Linked DNA regions of Mus musculus: region 1 is linked to region 2. The links are chromatin contacts, called in public promoter capture Hi-C maps. All regions are on one chromosome and are shown on one strand. The core of a region is the stretch at or near the end of the contact, and the rest is flanking DNA. Distances in the headings are between cores, read along the strand shown.

The links. Promoter capture Hi-C pulls out the DNA fragments that hold promoters and counts their contacts.
Region 1: a promoter capture Hi-C map of cranial neural crest shows a contact between it and region 2, with 4 times the contacts expected there. The contact joins the promoter of 4930591A17Rik here to the enhancer-like site in region 2. A contact is called at or near these places in 7 of 39 promoter capture datasets (the 3T3-L1 cell line, the C10 cell line, cranial neural crest and 3 more) and 1 of 9 other capture datasets (embryonic stem cells).

The regions. Positions count from the first base shown.
Region 1 is chr2:179,410,616-179,417,713 of GRCm38.p6, forward strand. 4930591A17Rik (RIKEN cDNA 4930591A17 gene) reads left to right here and starts at 4,321. Exons shown (of 3, transcript NM_026596.2): 1 at 4,321-4,485; 2 at 5,145-5,305; 3 at 5,857-6,265. The coding sequence starts at 5,225. The coding sequence ends at 6,159.
Region 2 is chr2:178,682,040-178,688,297 of GRCm38.p6, forward strand. Gm35815 (a long non-coding RNA gene) reads left to right here. Exons shown (of 3, transcript XR_001783599.1): 3 at 4,767-5,175. Among named protein-coding and RNA genes, the nearest start is that of Gm35815, 4.5 kb to the left of the region's middle. Within about 2 kb of position 2,467, at least 17 of the 459 cell types and tissues checked have an H3K27ac peak or open chromatin away from gene starts, as enhancers often do.

The sequences.
Region 1 (7,098 bases), core at 3,071-5,570, 730 kb after region 2:
TCTCAATGTTACTCCATGATAATAACAGAACTCTTGACAGCTAAGTCTTGAATTCATGGGAAGGTCAAGAAACCAAGAGGATGCTGGGATTCTGCTCAAGGGACAGAATGAGCTGGCTCTGTTGTAGTTTCTGAAGCTCTTGGCCAGGTGTATTTGTGCACCCTTGGCTTCAGGTAGAGTGTTCTTTTGAGACAGAGAATGTGGAGTGAGGAGCTGGTGCTAAGCAATGCCCTAGAATGGTTTGCCTGAGGACAGGGCATCCCACACTGCTAAAGGGGCAATCTAGAAAGGTCAGAGGGAACAGTGATGGGTGCTGGCTCAGGGCCAGGAGCAGAAGCACCCACTCTAGCCCACTTGGAGGAGTTAGTAACGCATGGGATGCTGAGCAAGGTCAGCAGGAAGGCATGGTGGCGTAAGGAAATGTAAGCTGGTCCTGTCCTGAGCTCTGCTGCGTATCCACAGGAGACATCGTGACAATAAAACAATAAAAAGATAAACCGTAAAAGGAGACACCACACCTGTCTCCTGGTGATGTCATTACATTTCATAAAGATTATTTTAAAGCACATTAGGTTTTTAAGAACATAAAGATATCAAACTATCACAGGGATTGTCTAGATGAAGTTGACCTAAGGTCATGACTTGCATTAATTGATGTGGGAAAACCTCACGTTTGAAAGCATGAGGCTCATTGGTGTTTGGGGCCCTGGACTGTGTGGGTGAGTGCTAGCAAGCAGTCATTCATTCTGGGTGTGACTACACTACCCTGCCTCTGCAGCTTCCCTGACCTTAGAGGCTGTGACCTGAAAACGTGAGCTATGAGCCCTTTTTCCACTCAGTTCCTTTTCCAGGGACATTTTATCACAGCAACAAAGATAACACTAGGAACCATAGGATAAGCGCACACCCCAATCATCACAGGAGTCACTTTGCTTCCCACTGCTCCTGGTGACTTTGTGCCAACTTGGAATTTCATCCAAGAGTGTGCCTCTTTGCTTTCTGATGTTGTGACATGACACTGACCAAGACAGGCTTGGAGGAGGAAGGCATGTTTCCCCTTACACTTCCAGGTAATAGAGCATCATCATGTAAGGCAAGGGCAGGAACCTGAGACCAAAATGAAGCAGAGACCATTGAGGAAGGACGTGTACTGGTTTGCCCCTCATGGTTTGCTCAGCTTGCTTTCTTATACAACCCCGGATGAGCATCCCAGGGTTGGTACCACTCATAGTGGGCTGCACACCCCTACATCAATCATCAGTCAAGAAAACACCAGACACTCAGGCTCGCTGCCAGTCTGATGGAGGAAACTCCTTAGTTGAAGTTTTCTCTTCCCAGGCAACTCCATCCTTGTCAGGTTGACAAGACTAACCAGCACAGAATTTCCTGCTGTCTGTATGGGAGGGGGAATTCCCCTTCCCTTCTGCAGTGGTCAGACCAGCACTAGCAAGGACAGCTCAAACCACGTGTAAGGCTGGTGGACGGCCGTACAAGCTCAGCCCACACAGCACTAAAGTCTGGGGCCATGGGTTTCCAGGGCAAATTTTCCCTCCTCTAAATCTAAGTAGACCTCCCCGACCCCATCCACACCCCACACCCCTACCCCCACCACTGTGCACTGTGAACTGTGCAGTGCCCTGAGGGAAGACTCAGCACCTCACCTCATGTGGAGGTAGCCAATATTTGGGCTCCTGTTTCGGGATGGAAGTGTGGCTTGGTTTGCCATTGCTGAGAAGTGGTAAGCTCTTGCCTGTCCCTGCCACTGTGCTGGGTTCCCAGCAGCCATGGGTGCTGTCCTTCATGGAGAATTCACTTTCTCTCTGGGAGCCATGCATTTTAAAGGGATGTTTTTCTCATCAGCATCTGGGGCGGATTTTAGTAGTTTGTCATATCTCACCCATCGCTCTGCCAGAGGCATCCTTTCTAATAGCTGCATAAAATTCCACATTATAAATGTCCCAAATTTTAATCTTTGATGGACAGATAGTCAGTTTGTTTCTGGACTGCTCTGTTTGTTTTTGATACCAAAAGACTCTTGGGCATGCATATTCATGAGTGTGTGCTCTCGTTTCTGAAGGATCGTTCCCACATCAGAGTGTCTGCCTCTAATTTACGTCCACACCCACACATGTGTTTTGGGTAGACACTGACAGTCTCCAGATATATCCTCCTTTCCCCAACTTGTTACTTCTAAATTCTTATACCTACATACCAGCTGTAAGATGGTTGTTATACACACTTGAGTGTGCATGGAGATGAGTACAATGCACACCCCCACACACATAAACACATACAAATGCATATAAATGCACACACAGTAACACACATGCACACACACTTGTACAGTTTTGTACACCATCTAATTGAGCTCTTAGATTCATAGCTATTAGGTCACTTTATTAATAAGCAAATCAATAACATGTCCTTAAAAGCAGACACCATGACTGGGATGGCTATGATGTTAAAATACTTGCTATACAAGCATGAGGAGCAGAGTTCCCGATCCCTTGCCACACCCCCTCAGAAAGCAGTGTAAATCCTGGACAGCTGTGCTGACTTGGCTGCAGTCCCAACCTCAGCAGGAGGAGACCACAATCCCCAGGATGAACTGGTGAACAAGAGTCAGTCTATTGGTTAGATCTATGTTTGATTGAGAGACACTGAGTGACGAATAAGATGGAAGAGCACTCAGCAGTGGTCACTGCTATCAACCTCAGGTACATTCACACACACACACACACATATATATGTATATATATCCATGTACATACATACATAAATTCACACACATATACACACATGAATATATACACACATATAGACATACATATGTACATACATACACACACATATATATACACATATGCATACACACATATATATAGACAGACATATATAAATACATGCATACATACGTATATACACAGGCATATATACACATACACACATATACACACATGAGTACACATACATACACCCATATACACATACATACACACATATGCATACATAATACTCACTTATACATACACATATGTATACACATACATATACCCATATACTCATAAATACATACACACATATACATACATAATACACACCTATATACATACACACCTATATACACACATACAAAAATACACACATACAATATACACACATACAAACACACAGTTACATACAAAATACACACATACATACATATATGCATACACACATATACACATACATATACAATATGCACACATATACACACATGCATATATATATATATATATATATACACACACATACATACATACATACACACATACACACAGAGACACATGCAAACACATGAAAAGCAGGGGGAAAAACAAACGAGCCTTCTCTTGCCCAACGTGACACAGTATCACTCACTGTGCTTCCACCCTGGCGACAGTTATAGGACCCGATCTTATCATCTGAAATTATTTCCATAGTCAATTTTTTCCAATTGTCTCAATAATTCTTTTTATATCTGCTTTAATTTTTAATCCAGGAAAAAAATCCAGGGTAATTAAGGATCAGAAATTCTTTGGGTTGCACGATTCCTTTAATCCCCTCGAATCTGGAATAGCTCCCCAGACTTCGTCTCTATTTTCTGCTAAGGCACTGATCTCCTGGTACATCTGGGTAATTAATTTGCAGACGACCCCTCAATTGTACTTATGTGATCTGATCCTGGATAATCGTGTTCGTGAGGCAATGTCCCCTTACTGCGCAGTCCACTGGGGTTTAAGAAGTCACCAAGTCCTTTGTTCAGTCTCTTGAGCTTGATCACCACTCTGGAGTGTCTGTCAGCCTCCCGGCTTATTAAGTCCTCCTTTGCCCTCAGTAATTAATAAGTAACCATGACACTGGACTTCTCGGTGGTGTAGACAACCTCTCCAGCGGGCTCCTTCATCGCGTGCTGTGAGCATCCATTGATGTCCTTGCCTCAATCAGTTCTGATCACTGTGGCTGGGAAGACTCATTTCATCCCGCTCCTTCAGGGGCCGATAATTCTACACTTTAAAAAAAAAAAAAAAAAAAAAAAAAAAAAAAAAAGCTTTTTCCTGCCTAACTCGTATTTATTTGGTTGTTTAGAAGTTAGTTGTTTGGCAAGGCTGAATGTGGTTATGCACATGGATTTTCGTCCCCCTATTTGATGGGATAAGTTTTCATCTTTCTTCCTATGCTACCGTTGCGTGGAGCCTGGACCACTGGAGTCTCCTTCAGCCAGCTCGGCTGTTCCACTGCCCTTCCTCTGTTCCCAGCATTCCCAGTTTGGTGGTCACATGATCTGCCCCAAAGCCTTCTGGGTCCTGGCTTTACCTTGCAGTTAGGGGATATCCTGGATGCCTCACGGCTTCATTTCCCATGGCGGCCAACACATTGGTCGTTTGTATACCATTCTTCGCTTGACTTTGATGGCTGCATCTCACAGTCCCTCTTCTGCATCCGGCTGAGTTTGGGCCTCTTCAGGTAGGATGGATCTCGCTCTTGTGTGACCTTCCCTGGCACTGTAACAAGCCGCTTCTGGCTTCCTGTTCTTGGAAACTCCACTCACCCCAGTGTCTGAAATGGGGAAAGTGGTTTCCAGTCCAGCACTCAGCCTCTCATGCTTACACGTCACCTTCTTTCTCTGACACCTGCTATCTCTACCAAGTCATTAAATCTGCCCAGCTTGACCCAGAAATGTCTGGAATGTACATTTCCCTCTCCACCTCCCTCTGGCTGCAGCTTTCATCCACACAGTTGCCTGACTTCCTGCTAGAACTTCATGCTAGAATGCATGAGACCCTTGGCAACACTACTTTCTGTCTGGGAGAACTCCTATGCTATTGGAACACCATAGCATCTGCCAAGCTGGTCGTATTCTCTCTAAAGAGGGTAAGCCAAATCAACATGCTGGACTCCATGGGTTATGGGCTGAGAGACCCAACAAGGCTTCTTCATGCTTTTCTCCGTCTTTGTGCCACAGCTGAGGCTCAGCAGTCTAAAGGCAGGGTGCTAAGCTGATCGACCGAAGAGCCGAACATACATGACCTCCAGAATGACCATGTGTGGCTATGTCCCAAGCACACGCCCAGGCTCCTTCTACCACGTTGATACAAACTTAAATTTTGTCTAACTCACCCCAGATCCAGCTGCCACCACACTGCACAGGAATAAAAAAACGTCCCTCTGGGAACCGGCAGGAATTGTGACTCGTGATATATAAATGCAGATGGGTGACATTCTCTCTACTCACCTGAATGAGCTCCCGCATCCCCTGGGCCAGCCACACTGGGACACACACAGAGTAAGTATTCATACAAGTAATGGTACTGAAGCCCCTTCTGAGCATATATACTTGGGACCTTCAACTAATGATTTCCATGTGCCTAATACCAAAGGCATGAAGTCACACTTCCTTTATTTAGTCTGAGTTGATTTTCTTTACACTGTACAAAACGCCTTCCAGACTTGAGGGCTGGGATTTGGAAAACAAACTCTTTTCCTCCCTTCGCTGCCTTCTTGGCCCGATACATTGCATTCACATCCTCTTAACGTGTTCTGGAAGCAGCTCGTGTGGGTGTGTCCACCGTGAAGTCATTTATCTGTTCCGTCTCAGATTGGCACTGACGGCTCACAGTGTCCTGAGCCTTGCTGAGCAGCACCAGGTGTGTTTGTAGCTAGTGAGGATGAAGAAGCACTCCCTTCCACAGGCAGAAGAGTAAAGATGAGGGGCAGGTACCTGGGAGTGGGCACATTATGCTTATGTTGATGATGTCTCCATTGTATATAGACTAATATGTTCTCTTCACTCTATGATCAACCCAGGTTTTTTTTTTTTTTTTTTTTTTTTTAAAGAGGTTAGCCAAGGCTCAACCAAGAAAGGCTAGCCTTACATGTTCAGGCGAGCTCCCAGCATGCTCTTTTGTGCTACTCATGGTCACCGAGAGAACATCAGAGGCTGCCTCTGTTCCAGCCAGACTTTTCCCCATCTCTGAACCCCAGATTCTTCAGTTCTTCTCACTGAAGTCAAGAGTAACGCACACAGCCCAAGGCTTGTTACAGAGAGCGTCACTCGCCACCCGTGTTCCAGGCAAAGTGCGTCCTCTTCAAGCCTGCGCACTCAGCAGCTGCCACTGGACACATAAACCATCTCACTGAACACATAAATGCCAGCGTTGAGGCCCTAGCGGGTGATGAGTCCTACCTGTTCCCAAGATTTACATCCAGGGTGTGAAAGTCAATAAAAACTAATTAGATGTTTACCTCATTTCCTTGGTAATGACCCTTACATGCCACTAATTGTCAAATTGAATCTATATGCAGACGTTACCTCTATCAGGGTCAGGGCTAATTTCTGCATACACAAAGAAACAACACTGTGGTTATTTATACCCGTGGCCGGCCAGCATGCTTTGCGCAGATGCTCGGGAGCTCATTTCCATAGGAGGAGGAGCTGCGGCCGAGTTTCAGTATGCTGAGCAGGGGAATTAGGTATGCAACAACCATTCACAATAATGAGAGTTATGCACTTAATTCCCTGGCATCGCTTTAAAATTTGTTTTATTAAATAATGCTGTAATGTTATGTTAAGTAACATTGGCTTCAGCCTCATTAAATAATCTCCTTAACTATCACACTGGAAAACTAGTATCATTAGACAAACTCTATTTGTCACGGGCTGTGATGGGCTGGCTACAGAGGACTCTGTGTTGAAGATTAATCAATAAATAAGGTACCACCACTCGAGAGTCACAGAAGGGGCAGAGGAGTGCAAGGAAGAAAGCCCCCAAAATACTAACTCAGCGGTGTGGTGCAAGCATGAAGAAGGAATATCGACACAACCTTGCTTTTCTTTGTACTTAGCTGAGAGGCCATGGCTGAGTGACTTATAGGAGGACTGGTTTGTTTTGTCTCAGGGTTTGAGAAGATCTCCATTCCTCATGGTGAGGCATGGCAGCAGGAAGATGTGGCAGGCCTGTTCATATCATGGTGAAGAGGAGACCGGCCAAGAGATCAGGCTTGCCTCTGTTGATCTACCAATTAGATCCCAGCCCCAAAATGTTCCATAAGCTCCCAAAACAGCGCCACCATTTGGAT
Region 2 (6,258 bases), core at 1,217-3,716:
CTGAGTAAATCTGAAATCTTCACGAAGGACACGGAAGGGCAGTAGGCTCATTGCCACATCAACACATCCTCCTGGCTCTCACTGGGTGGCTCTGTGAGGATCCATCTCTGTTTAACCCGAGGCAGTATTTATCAGGGAATAAATACCGTGGTTGGCTTATTCTCTTCCCAGGGAAGACATTTTGGTTATTGTAGCTAGGAGGGGCTACTGCTGGCCCCGAGGGAAGAGGAGCCAGGCAGTGCTTCTCAACCTTCCATAGAGCCCAGGAGGCCTTAGGACTGACAGCAACCCAAAGGTCAGGAGTGCCAAGGCTGAGACTCTGGCATGGAGGGGTTGGTCGGCCATGAAGAGCAAATTAGAAAGCACAGCAGTAAGCAGCCAGTAACTTAGTTACCCCACAGCCCTGCAGGCACAGGACACCTGCTCGTGTGATGGTATCACCCTGGTTGAGTTATGGAGGAGGAGAACAACTTGGTCTTCTCTGAGAAGCTCTCCCTCTGTGTCTGGTGCTATTAATAGTTCCCCGCTGGTGACATCACCCATATCCCCAGAGAAACATAAAGTTTCAATTACTGGAATTCAAAAGAATCGCACAAGCCTGGACAGATAGATGGAGATATTAGACTGGAGAGGACAGAAGGTGTTAGGCAGGGGTGTGGGGAGGGACTTTAATTCAACACTGGGTAGTGTTTGAATAAGATGATGGAATTCATCGCTGGAGGAAGTGGGAGCCTTCTTTGGCTTGTGACCATATTAAATACAATTTGCTACTAAAGGCACCTGATACATTTAGCTAGATATTGGAAGGGGTAGAAGAAAGATCTATTGAGATAAAGGTTCGGACAGCTTGTCGAATGCGAAGCCGTCACATGCTGCACGGTGTTACACAAGTCAGGAAGACCTGAGGAAGATTCTCAAACCTCTTAAACAGTGTTTTCTTCTCCATTTCTGCATCAGAAATATGGAGCACAGCCGTTCTCATTAACGCAGATTTTAATAGAAGATATTCGTCTGCATTGCTCCGTGGTTTCTGCTTGCATGGGGCTGCCATTTACAACAAGTGTAATAGCATCTTTGAGCTTTTTAATTAAAAATTAATTAGGAGATTTAAGCACAAACTCATTGGGGGTTACTGTACAATAACATGTTTACGAAATTAGGTCTGGGCTTTTTGTTCCAGCTAAGTGTTTCAATCAATTCTGTGTCTATTAAATGTAATTACGTATGATGCTTTCTTAGAACGATAAGGCAGCCTTTAAAAGCAGCTGGGAGACGTCTACACATTCCAGTCTGGAATTAGGGTGACTATTAAGAGGCAAATAGAGGCAACTGTAGCTAGTGGATCCAGGATGGGATGGGGGACAAGCTTGATACAAAGTTTCTGTAGGAGCTGTTCCAGCTGCCTTTCCTGGGTCTTGCCTGTTGCTTCTCATTCTGTCGGGGATTTCCCGTGCTAACTGCTTGTTACATCTCACTTCTCCTGGAGGAAGAAGAGATGGAACACGTTGATTCCCTCCCTACATTGATTTATCAGAGTTTTATCACACCAACAGAGCACAAACCAGGACAACCATTATCCTTTTATTTTTTATTTTTGAGTCATGTTCTTGCTAAGTTGCCCATGCTGGCTTCTGTAGCCCCAGCTGGGCTTCAGCTCATTCTGTAACCTAAGCTGACATTAAACTTGAGATCCTTCTGCCTCAGCCTTCTGGAGAGGCAGTATTGTGGGTCTGTGTTACCAGACCTGATTAATAATGAAATTTCCATCCAAACCTAAACTACCTCATCACACTTCAGAGTGTCAAAAGGAAAGAAAGGATCAGAATTGCTCTTTTTAAAAAGTAAGGAGAATTTAGTCAGAGTAGGAGGCTTCCATGGTGTGATGGTTTGTATGTGCCTGGCTCAGGGAATGGCATTATTTGAAGGTGGGGCCTTGTTGGAGTAGGTGTGTCACTGTGGGTGTAGGCTCTAAGACCCTGGTCTTAGCTGCCTGGACATCAGATTTCTTCTAGCAGCCTCCAGATGAAGATGTAGAACTCTGTGCTCCTCCTGTGCCATGCCTGTCTGGACACTGCCATGCTCCTGCTTTGATGATAATGGACTGAACCTCTGAACTTGTAAGCCAGCCCCAGTTAAATATTGTCCTTGTAAGAGTTTGCCTTGGTCATGGTGTCTGTACACAGAAGTAAAACCCTAACTAAGACACATGGTGACCTTTCAACATCCAGGCACAGAGTGGTACTGTGAATGACACTTTCGAAACATTGTCCCAGGTGATGCCAGAAAGGTTTCCTGTAGAGGAAGGGTCGGGGAGGTCTGTCTTTGTTAGTACCAGATGGGCTAGGGATTGGAATGCGTCTGGCACTGTTGACAAGTCTCTGTGCTTCGCCTTTGACTCAGGGCATAGCTCACCCAGGTACCTCTTAGGACTGCAGCTTCCCTGCCAATTGTCCCTCTGACCCTGAGCAGGCACTGCCTGATGCTCTGTAGGACAGAGCTACCTCGATGATGTCCTCCTCCTGAGGGTGGGGCTGAGACGTCACAGGCCAGTTCTTTCCTCTTCGCCCAGCTAAGTGCCCTGGGCAACTGCTGCTTCTGCCTCTGTCTAATTATGCTCTGTGTAAGATGAGTCAATAAAAACCCGCATCTGGCCCTCAGCGAGCAGAAGGCTGCATCTGCCTTCAAAATTCATAGGGCTGAACTCCTAAATCACAGGCCAGGAAAGTCTACATGACAGGGCAGGAAGGCACAAACCAACTCCCAGAGTAACTGTAAGCCAGCTCATCTCAGTGAGAGGGAGATAAAGCTTGCTTTTCTCTCTGCTTTGTTTTGGCAATCAGAAGTGGAGTGGGGTTCTTTGAAAACCTATACATAGCCCCTTGCATGGCATGCACTGAGGGGTCATGTGACCCAGACCTTGCTCTCAGTTTACACTGGAGTCCTTTGGACTCTCTTGGGGCAAGCCAGGAGTCATTGCTGCAGTCTTGGATCTGCAGCTCTAAGCCCCAACTCTGACAGACAACGCCAGACTTCTCTGACCACAGAATGTCCCTGTGTCCTCTCTGCCCTTCTGAAATATTTGAAGGTAAGGCAGAGTCCAGCACAAGACAGAGGCTTTCAGGAATACCTGTATTTCTGAAGGAGGAACAAACCTCATGTCACAGAGTCTGTGACATTTAGGGACTGGTCCTATCTTCCCAACTACTATAGACCCAAATCTGTAGGGAATGGAGAGCCAGAACCACCTTTTTTCCCTTAAGTTGATTTTCTGGGGATATTTTATTACAGCAATAAGGAAGTGGGTTATATGATTTCTCTCTGCAGCTGCCAGTGTGGTTCTGTCTGAGCAGGCCTCTTTGTGTGTCTCAGTACTGTGACCGGGTCACACAGTGTCCTGTCTCATGTCTGTGTTACACGCCATTCTTCCCATGAGCACTGGCATGCAGAGGGCCCATAAGGGTGTGAATTCTACCTCGGCCCCGTAAGGACTCGGTCTGTAAGGACTGGATCTGGGGCTCTGTGCAGCAGACATTTTCTTTGGCCATGATGTTGTCCCAGTAACTTTAGCTCAGAGCAGGCCATGGGTTTGTTTTTACTTATTTTACTTATCTTAAATTTTCATTTATTTATGTGGAGGGTGGGGTATGGACATGGGCTAAGGCACGGATGTGGAGGTCAGAGGACAATTTATGGGTGGGAGTGGATTCTCCCCTTATGTCATGTGGATTCTGGGAAATGAACTCAGGTCACCAGGTTTGGCAAGTAAGCACCTTTACCTGCTATGCCATCTTGCTAGGCCAGGCTAGCCCAGGAAGACTGTTCTGAAGTCAGCATGAGAGAAACAGACACGCTGAAATAGACACGCTGGTGCAGGACAGAGGCCATATCCGTAGGCCGTCGGCAAGTCGCCCCAGTTCATACCCCACCATGACAGACTCCCACCTGCCTCTGTATAAAGGATTGTAGCTTACAGCTTGTGGTTAGTTTGTAGTACCAGCTCAACCCAGAATGAGAAGTTAAGGAGGAAAACTGGTTGGCAGTACACTTGGGACCACACAGGCTCCTTCCTGTGCCCCCTAGACAGAAGGACCAGGACCAGTGGCCATAGGAGATTGCTCTCCAGCTGCCAAGAGAACATTGCCTCAAGGTCTCAGCCTCAACCAGACTTTTGATTGAGGCTTCGGAGTCATGAGGGACAGCTGGAGAGCCTGGCCCACTTGCCAAAGCCCCTAGGAACCGCACACCAGATGTCTCCGTGAGGAAACGCACATGCCGTTTCTAATTGAGAGACACTTTCCTTTAAGGACTAAGAGCTAATTATCCAAGGCGGGGACAGATTACCAACAGGGATTTAACCTAAGGTGCCATGTCTAAGAATCTATTCATATACCTGGGGTGCTCTCTTTACCACTGACACTGAAAGCAACCAGAGAATGTGGCAAGTAGAGCAGGGGACAGCTGTGGTCCACCCTGAGCTGAGGCATGAATGGGGCTGAGCTGGGAACAAGGTTCCTGTAGGAGGAGCTGACGACAAGCTGCTCACAGAGTGATTGGCACAAACAGAAGGGGCTGCAGCCATTACTGCAAGACTTAGGATCAATAAATACCCTTTGTTCTTCTTAAAATTACCTTGTTTTCTTTTTAGACTCTGAAGTGAGAGATTCGGATTTTAATTGATCGCTACCGCGTGCTTTGCCTCTGACATCCTGACAAATGTCAAACACATTTACATACAGTAATTGTTTTGTTTTGTTTTTTTTTCAAAGATATGGTTAAAAAAAGAAAGAAAAGAAAAATGCATCTTTGTACCCAACAGTCATGTTCACCACTGCAGGCGTGGGTAGACATTGTGTACATTCACCATGGACACATCTGGAGCTGAGCGACCGTGAATGTTCCCGTTCACACAACAGCGGATTGCAAACAGAAAGCTTTGCATTGTGGTGGAGAGCAAAGGGCATTGTGTGAGCATCTTGCTCAGGGTTCCATATTCACCTGTGTTTGCACCTGGCCTGCTAAAAAAGGGACTATGGAAGGCAACCTCGAGCCAGGACTCACTGCTTTGTGCAAAAGGGTAGTACAACCCAGTGCCTCCTGTGGCTTAGATACTGGCTGAACTTATTATACAAGGTTATGTAAATAAAATATACAAGGTTATGTAAATAAAATATCCTCCCACCACACCACACCCCTGCCAAAAACAAACAAGCAAGCAAACAAACAAAACAAACAACAACAACAAAAACCCTAAGTAAGAAAACATTCGGACTGGTGACTAGATAGGCATGTTTTTAGCTTTTCCATCTGTTCCCTCTGAAGCCCAGTGAGTGTTCTTTCCTCTGCCTCTGATCCTGGCCGAGCAAGAAGGGCCATGTCCAGAAGTCACATGCCTTTGAAGGTTACACGGGTTCCTTGTTCCTCTCTCTGCCTCCTGGTCTCCTGCTACGTGGACATCAGTCATATGATCATCTGCCATCCTTCCCTGCATAACAGACTACAATCCTCAGCAGCATTGCGGTCCCTGAGACAAACCCTGGTAAGGCTCTCCGGCTGTGGGAGGCACTTCACAGAGTGAAGGACACCAGGTTTTAATAACCACAGACAGTAACATCTCATGGTGTACCATGTGACAGAGCAAGTGTCACCTGTTCCACAGAGGTGGAACACAAGACTCATGGGAATGATGTGGGCTGACTTACAGGGAATGTGAGTTTAAGGTTTGAGCTGTAAGAAGTTCATTTGCTCCACCCATTTGCAAGCCTCAACTCCAGCTTCTGGCTGGGCTCTGTCTGACCCAGAGTGTAGAATGCCCTGCCCCTCCCCTTCTGAAGCTCCACCCCCACCACGTCCCTCCTCCCACCTCTGCTGTCATCTTTTATCATCTTTTAAAATGTCCACTCCCCACCCCTGGGGCCTTTTTCCCTTAAAACAGCCCCTGCTGTAATGTCTAACCCCCGGAGCAGCTCCCATCCTGCTTAGCCTTATCTCCAGCAAACTCCCACTCACTGCAAAGCTCAGCACTGGGGACTGAGGACTTGCTGCAGCCTGGTTTGGTTTTGCCTGAGCCAGCTGTGTAATGTTCTTCTACCTGAAGTTCCTCACTGGAGACCCCAGCTGTGGGCAAAGATCTCCACAAGCCACAGGTATCCCAACGATTTGGACTGGTGTAGACAAGGATGGATGAAGACCTTGAGTCATGGTCTAATGTGAACCATCTCCTATGGGCTCATAGGCTGAATATGTGCATCCCAGGTGACA